Regions from separate parts of the Zea mays genome. Here region 2 is linked to region 1. A link is a contact called in public Hi-C data. All regions are on one chromosome and are shown on one strand. Each heading gives the region's core, a stretch centred on a gene start, on an enhancer-like site or on the middle of the called end of the contact. The rest is flanking DNA. Distances are from core to core; before and after follow the strand shown. Region 1 holds the start of LOC103654209 (protein OPAQUE1). Region 2 has its middle 33 kb from the start of LOC100216636.

Region 1 (5,909 bases), core at 1,104-3,603:
ACCACAATATAACATGTACCTGTATGATGCATCCGCCACCGCAAAAACATGCGGACTCAGCTCCCCTAATCGGATGCCCTTGTATTGTTCCATCATGTATTCATTGTACAGGTGAGGCAGCCTTGTAAAAGGATTAACGGCAATCAAGATGCTTCCGGTGTACGTCTGTTTCAATACAGACAGGTGAAAGGCCGTTATAGAAAGTAGTCCATAGCTAATGTGCCAGGACTAAATTCATGTAAGAATTCAGCGATGACAATCAATTGCGCAAGCAGAACATTATTGATTATTGAACATAATTGATACAAGAGAGGAGACTATAATTCTTACACAAAAAAGGACATCGTTCCATATGTTGACAGCTCAAAATGGAGAAATAACTATATTTGTAAGAGAAAAAAGAACAGTTGTGATATTACATATGGCATTTATTGTTTTCATATTTAGTTATTAAGAATACAGATCATGTCACATTTAAAAAAATTGAACCATTCATCATCCTGCTCCATTAGCTGCAAAATGAGAGTGGTTTTGTCATGAATTAACAGAAGCTGAATCCATTGAGATGAGCACTTCATTATTGAGTTCACATCAACAAATGGTTTTGCCTTGATCGATCACATTTTCAATTACGGACATATTTATTTGATTCAAGCAATTTTTGCAAAAGTTCTACCAAAGCAGAAATATGACCAAGACATCTGAAAATCACTGAACACGGTAGTCAGGAACTCCTGGAGAGAATGTGCTAAAGAAAAGGTGCTCCATGAAAGCAATGCGGCATGGAAAATAAATGTGTGAATTGAGCTCTTCAAGTTCGTAAATTTGCAAGGAAAACAAATTTTCGAGTAACCAATTAATTTACATTTCAATTAAGTTGAAATGCAAATCACCACAGCAAATAAAAACAGTGCCGGTAAACCACTTACATATATCTCATTCAATGCATATCTTTTCTTCAGATTGTAAAGAACACCTGGTTCATTTAGATATGTCAATTTGGTCATGTCATCCACATGACCCCCACCCAGATCTTCATCTGTATCCCTGGGCAACAATTTTTCTGGTGAAACTGTAATCTGGAATAAACAAAGCAAAAGCTTCAGCAAATGAATCAAGTTTCCAATGCGACAAGTTAAACACTTAAACCATATCTTAATTAACTTTTTCATAACTCAGCTCGAAATGAAAAATTGACAAATTACCAATGTGCTTCAACATTCACTGAAAATTGATCCAATATTAATAGCAACCATAAGTTGCAAGGATGTTAATGGGTGTGACAGGGAGGGGGGAAAGGTAGCAGATATTCATCAGGACACCGAGCTTGCTACTTCTGCAATCAGCTCAAAAATCTTTCAAGCTGGTGTTCCATGAAATTGAATAACTCAATGAAACCTAAGATGGAACATAAGTACATAACATAAAATAAAATGTGCATGATACACAGGTAACTTGTATAGTGAACACCTGAACTAAAAGCCAATGACTGCTAAACTTGACGGAGTTGTACAGGACAAACACATTAACATAAGTTCAGTATACATTAAATTATGCAGAGTGGGTTCAAAAACTATCAAATAGAAGTGCAAAAAAGGTAACTCGTCAAAGCTACAAACCATTATTAAGATTCTAAGAAGCTGAGTTAAGAATCTGTTTGAATTAATAGTACAAACACTAAAACGTGATGGATACTATATCTGCAGCCACCCACCTCCAACCCAAAGCACACCCCGCAGCACACTAACTAGTGCAGCCCCGTCACTTGTTCTCAGTCGTAACAAAACAACTACGAACTTCATTAAAAAAACAAGTTCAGTTTTGATCCACCTCGGTTCACTCGCATTAAACCACGATCAAACCAGCACCAAAGGCGAGTATCGCCTCCAAATCCAAATCAACCACAACACCAAACAAGCACAGGTGACATCCGCATCCACCAAGACTTCCGAACGGCACGGCGGGAACTTAAACCGCACGGAATGGGACGAAAGCGACAGACAAAAACAGGGAGCGAGGATTGGAGGATGGTGCACCTTTTTCCGCTGGCTCGAGAACACGACGACGGCGCGCTCCTTCGCTTCCACCACCTCCGCCTCCACCCACCCTTCCCCCTTCTCCTCCACCCAAACCTTCAACCCCTTCCGGTAGCTCATCCTGCCGAAACCCTAAGCTCCACGTCGCCCCACCGAACCCAAGTCCCGGCGCGGAAACCAGTGGCGGCGAGCACGGGAGGAGAGCGGCGGACTCAGGCGCTGAGATTTGGGGCGGCGGAGTCTTAACGGAGCTCCGGTTAGAGCGGCGCGGCCGCAGCTGCTTGGAGTCGTGGTGGACTCATCGCGAAATTTTTGCTTTGCCTTGGCGCTTCTTCTCCCGTGCGCTTTTCAGTGGCCAGAAAGCATCGGTTTGGGGTGCCTTGAGGGGAATCTCGGAGTGTGCCGGGTGGTAAGTGCAAAAATTATCCATGCAGAACGCACGGAATTTGAATGGGCGAGGGGTGGATGCGTCATTTCAGGCTGCGTGGCAAGCACGGGCCCGCGCGAATCAAGGCGGTGTGCAGGTGACCAGGCCTGGGAGAGGTTTTGTTGTGGGTTCCACTGCGTAGTCCAGTCTTCCAAAACGGACAATCTGGCTTATTTTAATCGTTTGAATATGGGGCGCTTTGCTCCTTAGATCCCTAATGTCATCTGTTTTTTCAAATGGCCGCGAGTCTATTTTCACTATCCACCAGTTGGGTCGCTAATGATGCGACTACGAAAGAATTGCTGTATTTGCAAGTGTTGGTGTTTTAAATAAGCACTGGTAAGTAAATATTTGTGTGTGCGTTTAAAACTTGGATGGTATGATTAGTGGATGCAAGGTATATATTGGTTCGGTCTAAATGTCTCTACTCCAGTTATCGGTGGCTACTACTGTCAGATATCGTAACTAGGGATACCTAGATTACGCCTCTAAAACACGCTTACTCCCAAGACCACCATCGAGCCCATTCCCCGAGGTCAAAGGATCATAAACTTCACTTCAATCGAGGCCCGTCTCGAGGGTCACTGTAACGCCCTGAATTTGGGGTAGAATTTTTTCTTCTTTTTACTCACCAAATTCAAGCGCTACTCTCTTTTTCTCTTCTCGTTTCGCTCCTTCTTCCCAATTTCAAAGTCATATAGTGACGGGTGTCCGTGTGATGTGTAAACAAAACCTAAGTGTCATGGGTGTTGCATCATGCTGAAGCATATTTCTTTGTCTGATGTCGTGGTTAGTCGCGTGTTCGTCCCGTTCCGTTTCGGATTTCGGTTCGCGATCGGATTCCGATTGGTGGTCGTGCGTGTCGTGGGTTTTGATCCGCGGTGTGGCCCAGCCCGGCCCGGTCCGGCCCGCGCACCCCTGGCGCCCCCTGTCCTCCCCATGCGCGCGCCCCCCTCCCCCTGATCTCTTTCTCTCATTTGATTTCTCCCGCGCAGTAACCTCCCTCTCCCTCTCCCACCTCTCCCCCCCTGGTGCCCTAGGGTTTGGAGACGGTGATCGCCGGAGTTTGGATCCCCGAGGTGAACTTCCCCTCCCCTCCCCTTCTCTCTCCCTCTCTCTCTCCCTCCCTCTCCCTTTCTCCTTCCCCTGGTCGCGCGCCCTTCCCCTGCCGCGCGCCCTCCCCTGCTCGCGCGCCCCTTCCCCGCCGCGGCCCAGCCCCGGCGAGCCCCGCCCCGCAGCGGCCCCTCCCCGGCGGCCCTCCCCCGCGCGTGCCCCTCTCCCCGGCCCCTCTCCCTGGCAAGCCCTGTCGCCCCCCCTGCGAGCCCCTCTCCCCGGTGAGCCCCTCCCCTGCCGCGGCCCGCCCCGTCGCGCCCCTCCCCGGCGCCCCTCCACTGGCGAGCCCCCTCCTTAGCCGCGCCCCGGCGGCTGCGCCCTAGCCGCGCGCCCCCGCGGCCGCGCCCTGCGCCCCGACCCCACCCCACCCCCTGGCGCGCCCTCGCGCGCCCCCGTCCGAGCCCGTGCCCTGGCAGCCTTGCGCCCCGCGCGCCGGCACGGTTCGCGTGCCCTTGGCACGCGCAGCGTGCTCTCGCGCGTGCGACGTAGTCACGCTTTGCTCAACCCTCGTCTTATTCCATTTTAATTTTAGTTTAGTCGATGTGCTGCGTTGCGCGCTTCGCCGCGCGACGGTTCATTCTAAATTTGTCTTTATTAATGTGCTTCGTCGCGTGCTTCGTCGCGCGACGATTCATTTTAAATGCAGTTCTGTTGACGTAAATTGTCGTGCGTTTCGTCGCGCCACGCTTAACGTTTATCTATAATTAATGTAAGAATCTCGTTGCGCGCTCTGTCGCGCGGCGAGTCGTTTATTTCTTAATTCAATTTAAATGTTGTGTCGCGCGTCTCGTCGTGTGACCACTCCCTTTCATTCATCTTTATCTATTTATAACGATTAAATGTGGAACATGACCTTACTGAGAGCACCTAGAGGGGGGGTGAATAGGTGATCCTGTAAAACTTAAACTTATAGCCACAAAAACTTGTTAAGTGTTAGCACAATTATTGCCAAGTGGCTAGAGAGGAGTCAAAACACAATAACCACAAGAGATCAATCACAGAGATGACACGGTGGTTATCCCGTGGTTCGGCCAAGTACACAACTTGCCTACTCCACGTTGTGGCGTCCCAACGGACGAGAGTTGCACTCAACTCCTTTCAAGTGATCCAATGATCAACTTGAATACCACGATGTTCTTCTTTTCTTTGATCTTTTCCCGTTTGCGAGGAATCTCCACAACTTGGAGTCTCTCGCCCTTACAATTGAGTTTCACAAAGAAGCACGGAGTAAGGGAGGGAAGCAACACACACAAATCCACAGCAAAATGCGCACACACACGACCAAGAATAGAGCTCAAAAGCCTATCTCAAAGTTCTCACTAGAACGGAGCTCGAATCACTGAGAATGACAAACGAATGCGCAAAGACTGAGTGTGGATGATCAAGAATGTTCTAAGGTTGCTTGGTATTCTCCTCCATGCGCCTAGGGGTCCCTTTTATAGCCCCAAGGCAGCTAGGAGCCGTTGAGAGCAAATCTGGAAGGCCAATCTTGCCTTCTGTCGTCGGGTGCACCGGACAGTCCGGTGCACACCGGACAGTCCGGTGCACACCGGACACTGTCCGGTGCCCGATTTCCTTCCTTAAACAGCGCAGCCAACCGTTGCAGATCTGGGAGCTGTTGGCGCACCGGACATGTCCGGTGCACACCGGACAGTCCGGTGCCCCCTTCCGACCGTTGGCTCGGCCACGTGTCTCGCGCAGATCGCGCGGCCGACCGTTGGCTCACCGGACAGTCCGGTGCACACCGGACAGTCCGGTGAATTTTAGCCGAACGCCGTCGGCGAATTCCCGAGAGCGGCCTCTTCGCCTGAGGCAGCCTGGCGCACCGGACACTGTCCGGTGCACCACCTGACAGTCCGGTGCCCCAGACCGAAACAGCCTTTTGGCTGTACACAGCCAACTCTTCTTCTCTTCTTCCTTCTTTCTGTTTCTAACACTTAGATAAGTATATTAGTACACAAAACCAATGTACTAAGGCTTAGAAACATACCTTTACTCGTGATTTGCACTTTGTTCATCCATGGGCATGAATTCACATTTAAGCACTTGTGTTGACACTAAATCGCCAAAATACTTATAAATGGCCCAAGGGCACATTTCCCTTTCAATCTCCCCCTTTTTGGTGATTTATGCCAACAGAACATAAAGCAACTAGAACAATTGCAAAATCACTTCAAATAAAATAAATTTGAGTTTTATTCAATTTTGGCATATATGGATCATCCTTTGCCACCACTTGGTTTGTTTTTGCAAATCAAACTCAAATCTCTATCTCTAAGTCAAACACACATGTTGAAGCATAAAGAGAGTCATTCCAAAAGAGATTGATCAAA
Region 2 (6,453 bases), core at 3,544-6,043, 110 kb after region 1:
AGAGAGGGAAACAAATCAACCAAGAATCAAGGCGAGTGAACACGGTGATTTGTTTTACTTAGGTTCGATTCCAAAGAACTTAGTCCCCGTTGAGGCGATCACAAAGACCAGGTCTATTTCAACCCTTTCCCTCTCTCTAACGGTCACTTAGACCGAGTGAGCCTTCTCCTTAATCAATTCGGTCACTAAGACCCCGTAAGGACCACCACACACTTAAATGTCTCTTGCTTTGATTACAAGTCACTTGAGAACAAAAATGAGAAAGAAGAAAGGCAATCCAAGAAGAAGGAGCTTAAAAGAACACGAACACACACTCTCACAAGTCACTAAATGATTGAGATGAATTCCAGGCTTGGAGAGGGTTTGATCTTTGCAAATGTGTCTTGGAGTGAATGCACTAGCTCTTGTATTGAATATGATCTCTGAAAAACTTGGATGTCAAAGGTTGGGGTGGTTGGGGTGTATTTATAGCTCCCAACCACCTTGGTAGCCGTTGGGGAGGCTGCTGGCGATGGGCGCACTGGACAGTCCGGTGCGCCACCGGACAGGCAGTGTTCCTTGTCTGGTGCGCCGCCATGTTACCCAATCGTTAGGTTTCGGAGCTGGTCGACTGTTGGAGGCTTTGTCCTCATGCAGCACCGGACAGTCCGGTGTCCCTCTGACTTTGCTGCTCTGACTTCTACGCGGTACTGTGTTGCACTGTTCCTTCTGTCAGAGTCGACCGTTGGCGCAAATAGTCGTTGCTCCGCTGGCACATCGGACAGTCCGGTGGCACACCGGACAGACCGGTGAATTATAGTGAAGCACGCCGTAGAATTCCCGAGAGTGGCTGGTTTGGACTTGTACGGCCTGGTGCACCAGACACTGTCCGGTGGCACATCGGACAGTCCGGTGCGCCAATTCTCAGCACACTCAAGTTCTTTGCTTCGTTTCAAATTGAGTCCCTAACTTGATTTCTTTCTTGGTTTGTGTTGAACCTTATGCACCTGTAATAGATGATTTCTAGAACAAACTAGTTAGTCCATGTGTTTGTGTTGACCATCAACCACCAAAATTAATTATAGGATAAGGTTAACCATATTTCCCTTTCACTGATGAAAACAAGAGCAAGCGTAGGCCTACTCTTCATCTCACCTCTAGGCGTACATCTACGCTATATAATACGCCTCCACTTTGCTGCATCCAACAATGTGTTTGAATACGAAGCCTTGGTTAAAGGCCTGCACATCGCCATCGAGCTAGGAATCAGGCGCCTCGACGTCCGAGGAGACTCTTAACTCGTCATCGACCAAGTCATGAAGAATTTGAGTTGTCATGGTGCAAGGAAGGAGGCCTATTGCGAAGAAGGTCGACGCCTGGAGGACAAGTTATTTGGTCTGGAACTTAACCACATCACACGACGTTACAACAAGGTTGCTCACGAACTAGCGAAGATAGCTTCAAGGCGAACCACGGTTCCCCCGAACGTCTTTTACAGGGATGTCTACAAACCCTCCGTTGTAATTAAAGAGGCGCTCGAACCTGCTCCCGACACCAACATGCCCCAACCAACGAGTCTGAAGCCATGCAGATCGACGAAGAACAAGACAGGGCCACACAAGCCTCAGACTAGTGAACCCCGTACCTAGAGTACTTCATCCGAGAGGAACTCCCTCTCGCCAAGGTTGAGACCAGACGACTAGCTTGGCGGGCCAAGACCTTCGTACTGCTCGGAAAAGAGAATGAGTTGTTCCGACAGCTAGTAGCACCTAATTGTTTGTAGTAGGGGTTACAAACGAGCGAGATAGAAAGCTCCAAAGTCAATGTGTCACTCTATGTGTGTCACCGACCCCCTCCCCCTTTTGTAGAACAAGGAGGGGCTCATATAATGGCTTTGCTCGTAAGGAAGAGTGGAGAGGTAAAAAGTCAATACTCCTCGGTAACTCTTGTCGGGCATCAGTATCCTTCCCCGTGTGGACTCTCGATCATGTCCAAAGATTTTATGGAGATGGTGTGATCTGTGTTTGTGGTGTGCGCGTCGACTGGTCATAATTATTGGGGTTTGTCTGTGTCATCCTCCTGTGTCGACCTACCTATTCCTTAGATAGTAGGGTTTATTTCCCAATCGGGGGTCGCATATCTCCTCGGTAGACTTAGACCTAGGGGTGTAAGCCATGAGTGGGGAGAGGTGGGCAGACTGTGACGTACCCTATCGACTAGAGTGGTAGTGGGGAGCCCGCGAGGTTGGCGGCTTAGTCGGACGGAACGCGCCAAATCTACTCGAGTGGATCTTGACTTGCTTGATGGATCCCTGTTGGTTCTCTGCATCGCCCGATCCTCACGACTCGACCTGTGTGATGTTTTATGAGTAGGGCGGATGTTAGTAGCTTATAGACGGTTCATACATGATATCTCTCATCGTTGACTCATGGGCCCCAAAAGGATGAGGTTTCACAACCCTGGCAACAAGCTTGTCGATGAATTCATGTTTAACATTGTTATCCAAAGGTTGTCCATACTCTCACAAGTGCATTTGTGTTAAGATGGAGACATAAAAAAGGAGAGAGGTATCCACTTGAAATAGTAAAACTTAGTATAATGCTATCACAGTAGGCAATTTGTTTATACTGACTCTAAGGTCGTTTGATATATGGTTCTATACTCTAAATTTAGAAAAAGGTTCTCTCATTTGTCTCTTCTATATGTTTTAGCGGTGTTCTCCAAAGCGTTCTCTAGATATAGATAACGTATTTCATTCACTGTATACAAAGTCTCTCTTTTTTATCTGTTTATTTAATAAATTATATAATAAAATAAGTAAAATTAAAGTATGTATAAGACATTTGAAGGTACAACAATTTCTTACGTATAAAATCTGAAATAGAATAAGACTCTGCGTATTTGGCGTATGGAGGACGAGATATAAAGAATATTGTTAAAAATAGATTAGATATAAAGCAAAGATTTATTTCGAGAGCGAGATAAATATGGAGGAGAGATATAAAGGATGTTATTGAAGACAATTTTAGAGAAGCCCGAGAGAGTGTTTGGTTTCTAAAGATTAAATTTTATTCCTTTTATTTTATTCCAGTTTAGTCCTTAAATTATCAAAATATAGAAACTAAAGTAGAGATTTAGTTTCCGTATTGACAATCCAGGGACTAAAATGGAATAAATCGGATGTACTAAAAATTAGTCCATAGAAATCAAACATGCCTAATATGATCGTGGCCCTTGCTATTAATTGTATTATAATTATAAATAAATTTATGGACAGATATAGATAATAGGTCGCCCCTCATTCAAATTTCAAACACACTGCAGTATATATGGCGTGTTTGGCATGGCTACAGAGCAGAACTCAGGAGGAGCTGGCAAGAGCTTGCCAAACAACCCAACTCCAGAGTTGCAAACTTCATGGAGTTTTCAGAGCTACAGTATAAATGTTTGGAGTACCTCTTTTGCTACTCTAAAAACTCTAAAAAGTAAGCTAGATGTGAAGTTTTGAGTTATTTACTCGCTACTGTCACGGGTTATGAGAAAATTATTTAAATATGGAATAGAGTTGCTCCAACTAGAGTTTTGAAGTGAAGCTACTCTGAAGTAGAGTGCCAAACACGCCTATAGTATGAAAGCGCTCCATTCACCTCCGCGTAGCACTAGCGAGAAGCACCTGGGTCACAGGACAACGCGATGCACGGCCCAGATGCGTGCACCCAGAGGGCGAGTACAGGACCGCCCAGTGCTCCAGCTAGCCGCCAGCGCCCCAGCGGGCCACGGTTTTTTGCAAGGCGATCGATGCCCGCCGGTCGGCCCCCTTTTCTTCAGTTCTTCCTACTACGACTTCTAGTCTGAGCAAATACTCTCTTGCCCTTGGTAGCCAGCGGCGCCAGCGAACCAATTTTATCCTTGTCCTCTCGCGCACGTGTCGTAGCTTCGTGCTGCGGCCTGCGGCACGGCGAGCCACGTTGGACGCAAGGGTTTTGGCATACGTCTAGTGCTTCTATTGCTTCGTGCTGCTGCACGAGCACGACGAGCTCCGCGTGGCGCTGGTGGCCGTGTCGTGGCGGATAGATGCGTCCGTTCTTGCGTACGCGTGCGGTGTATGCCCGCTCAATTCTCCTGCAAGCTAGTACTTATGTCTGTAGATAGAACCAAAGAAACAGTACTAGGCTGCTTGCAGTTTACTCCCTCCGTTTCGTTTTAGTTGTCGTTGGATAGTGCAAAATTCAACTATTCAACGACAACTAAAAAGAAATGAAGGGAGTAATAAATAAAAAACGAGTACTTGTATGATCGTACGGGTCATACTCGGATACTAATATATCTGTACGGAGTAACGGGTTTTACTAATATATCGGTTGTAAATTGTTAGGGGGAAAAAGAGTGTGTTATTCACCTCCTCCTCGTCCTTGGCCATTTTCGTGTCGTTTAATAAAAAAGCGAGTACTTGTAGTCTTGGAGAAGCTGTGTACGCCAAAGAAGGGAAGCATTTTCGTGTCATTCTCGTATCCATGTAGCCTCACGATTTCTTCGCTTGCTGGTATACCATTTACTATCAAGTACTTTCCGCACCGACCAGTGGGACGATTACTTCCAAGATAGCGTGATTCCTAAGAGGGGGAGATTTAAGAAAGGTGAGTCAGCTGTCAGGACATAGAACATAGTACGTAGTATACTAAAACTCTGAGAACCTTTTTCTAGATGGTTTCGAGAGGAACGTCTATCTTTGAACATTTCTAGTCTAGACTAGATTTGTAAGAGATCGACGTGAACCAGACAGTCCCACGGCTTCAGCCCAACGAAGAAAGCCGCCTGTCAAGCAGTATTGGGCTCTAGCGTAGCCCAGTCCAAGTTTAATTCCAGTTATAAGCATGGGCCTGCCTACTCTTGATGAAGGTTTTTGTTTAATAGGGACTAATTTTTATATTTTATTTATTTTAGTCCCTAATTTGTCAAATACATAATCTAAGTACTAGAATATAATAAAATGGAGAGATTATAAATTAGTCCTTATAAACCAAACATCTCCTTAATGACAAGCCTTTTTCTATTTTAGGCCCTACACGAATGCAATGAGGTCTTCTGCCATAACTTAATAAGGTGTTTGGTTTGAAAAATGAGCTAGTCCATCATCTTCTCACTCCTCACTTTTTTGTTTGGTTTGTGGAATGGATTGAGTTGATCCATCATCACCTTATTCCTTATAGTTATTTAGTTAGTACTAATGTGAGGAATGAGGTCATCCCACCAAATTTGAGGAATGAATACATGATGCACCACCACATTTTGGATGAAGTGATTCCTCAAACCAAACACCCCCTAAGCGAATGGACGGACGTAACTACCGGGTGTCACTGTGCGCGGGGCCGGACGAGGGCGCGCGCGGGGCCACAGGCAGTGACTCCAGCGCGGGGCGTATCTCAGAGAATCTATTTCCAATAGGAATCGCGCCTGTGCGACCTTCTCCATCCTCACTATTGTTGTCGTATATTAACATCTAACTTCTATGTCTCTTCTCGTCTTCGCCTCCTTCATCTAGATTCTTCTGCACCATCGTAGAGTAGATGACATCAATCTTCCTCTGTCAACAAGCGTCTTGAACCACTGTCATGGCTCTCCGTTGCCATGCGCCTTTGCAGACATCGGTGCAAAAACAATAGAGGGAAAGGATGAGGAGGCATCGCTGTTGTCAATACGTGACTAAAGTGACTAAACCGACCAGGCAGAGGAGGACGAGGATGTGTTCCAGATCCCGAGTTTAGTTTTATACTGGTACATACTTTATGAAATATTAAGGCCAATGATAATATATGTACTACTCGTTTTCATGTGATCATTGTATGTTCATATTTTATTGAATTGTGTGTCGTCGCAGCTCGCAAGGCATGAGGATTGTACTGTTTTCTCTTTAGATACTGGCAGACGACCTCAATATCTACATAGTTGGTTGTCCCTGATATGCCTATTTAAGACTATCTTTAGTGGTTCTCCTATCTTATTTTATATCCTAGTTTATATTCCAAACTTTACTTTATAAACCGTGTTGACATGAGTACATGACCATATAAACCGTCATAGATAGGAGCATTATACTATTTTCTCTTTAGATCTTGGCAGGCAACATGTTTATCTACGTAGCTGGTGGTAATTGATGTGACAACTTCGATCCGTTATTTTGATATGCCTATCTACGACTATCTCCAGCGATCCTCATATCACATTTTCTATCCCTGCTTATATTCCAAATTTTACTTTATAAATAGTTTTCTTTTCCAGTTACAGATTGATATTCTAGGGAATTAGAATTCGATCCTAGCCATAAAGATTATAACATTAGCATGACCATATGCACAATCTCGTGGTGAAGGTTTACAAAACCGTCTTAATTTTCTTTCGACTAATGTTGTTTTTATGGGTAGTTTGGAAATCCTGGTAATAGATCAAAGATGCCTCCTGGTCGTGGGTCCCAAG

Evidence for each region. A called contact is a pair of places that touch in the nucleus more often than the background predicts.
Region 2: a Hi-C map of leaf shows a contact between it and region 1, with 4 times the contacts expected there. The contact joins the enhancer-like site here to the promoter of LOC103654209 in region 1. A contact is called at or near these places in 12 of 25 Hi-C or Micro-C datasets (bundle sheath, ear, endosperm and 4 more).

What each region holds. Positions count from the first base shown.
Region 1 is chr4:181,944,549-181,950,457 of Zm-B73-REFERENCE-NAM-5.0, forward strand. LOC103654209 (protein OPAQUE1) reads right to left here and starts at 2,354. Exons shown (of 38, transcript NM_001364980.1): 1 at 2,037-2,354; 2 at 930-1,079; 3 at 20-165. The coding sequence starts at 2,156.
Region 2 is chr4:182,054,063-182,060,515 of Zm-B73-REFERENCE-NAM-5.0, forward strand. No RefSeq gene overlaps it. Among protein-coding and RNA genes, the nearest start is that of LOC100216636, 33 kb to the right of the region's middle. Within about 2 kb of position 4,794, at least 19 of the 20 cell types and tissues checked have an H3K27ac peak or open chromatin away from gene starts, as enhancers often do. A contact at or near this core is called in bundle sheath, ear, endosperm and 3 more, where this site is marked.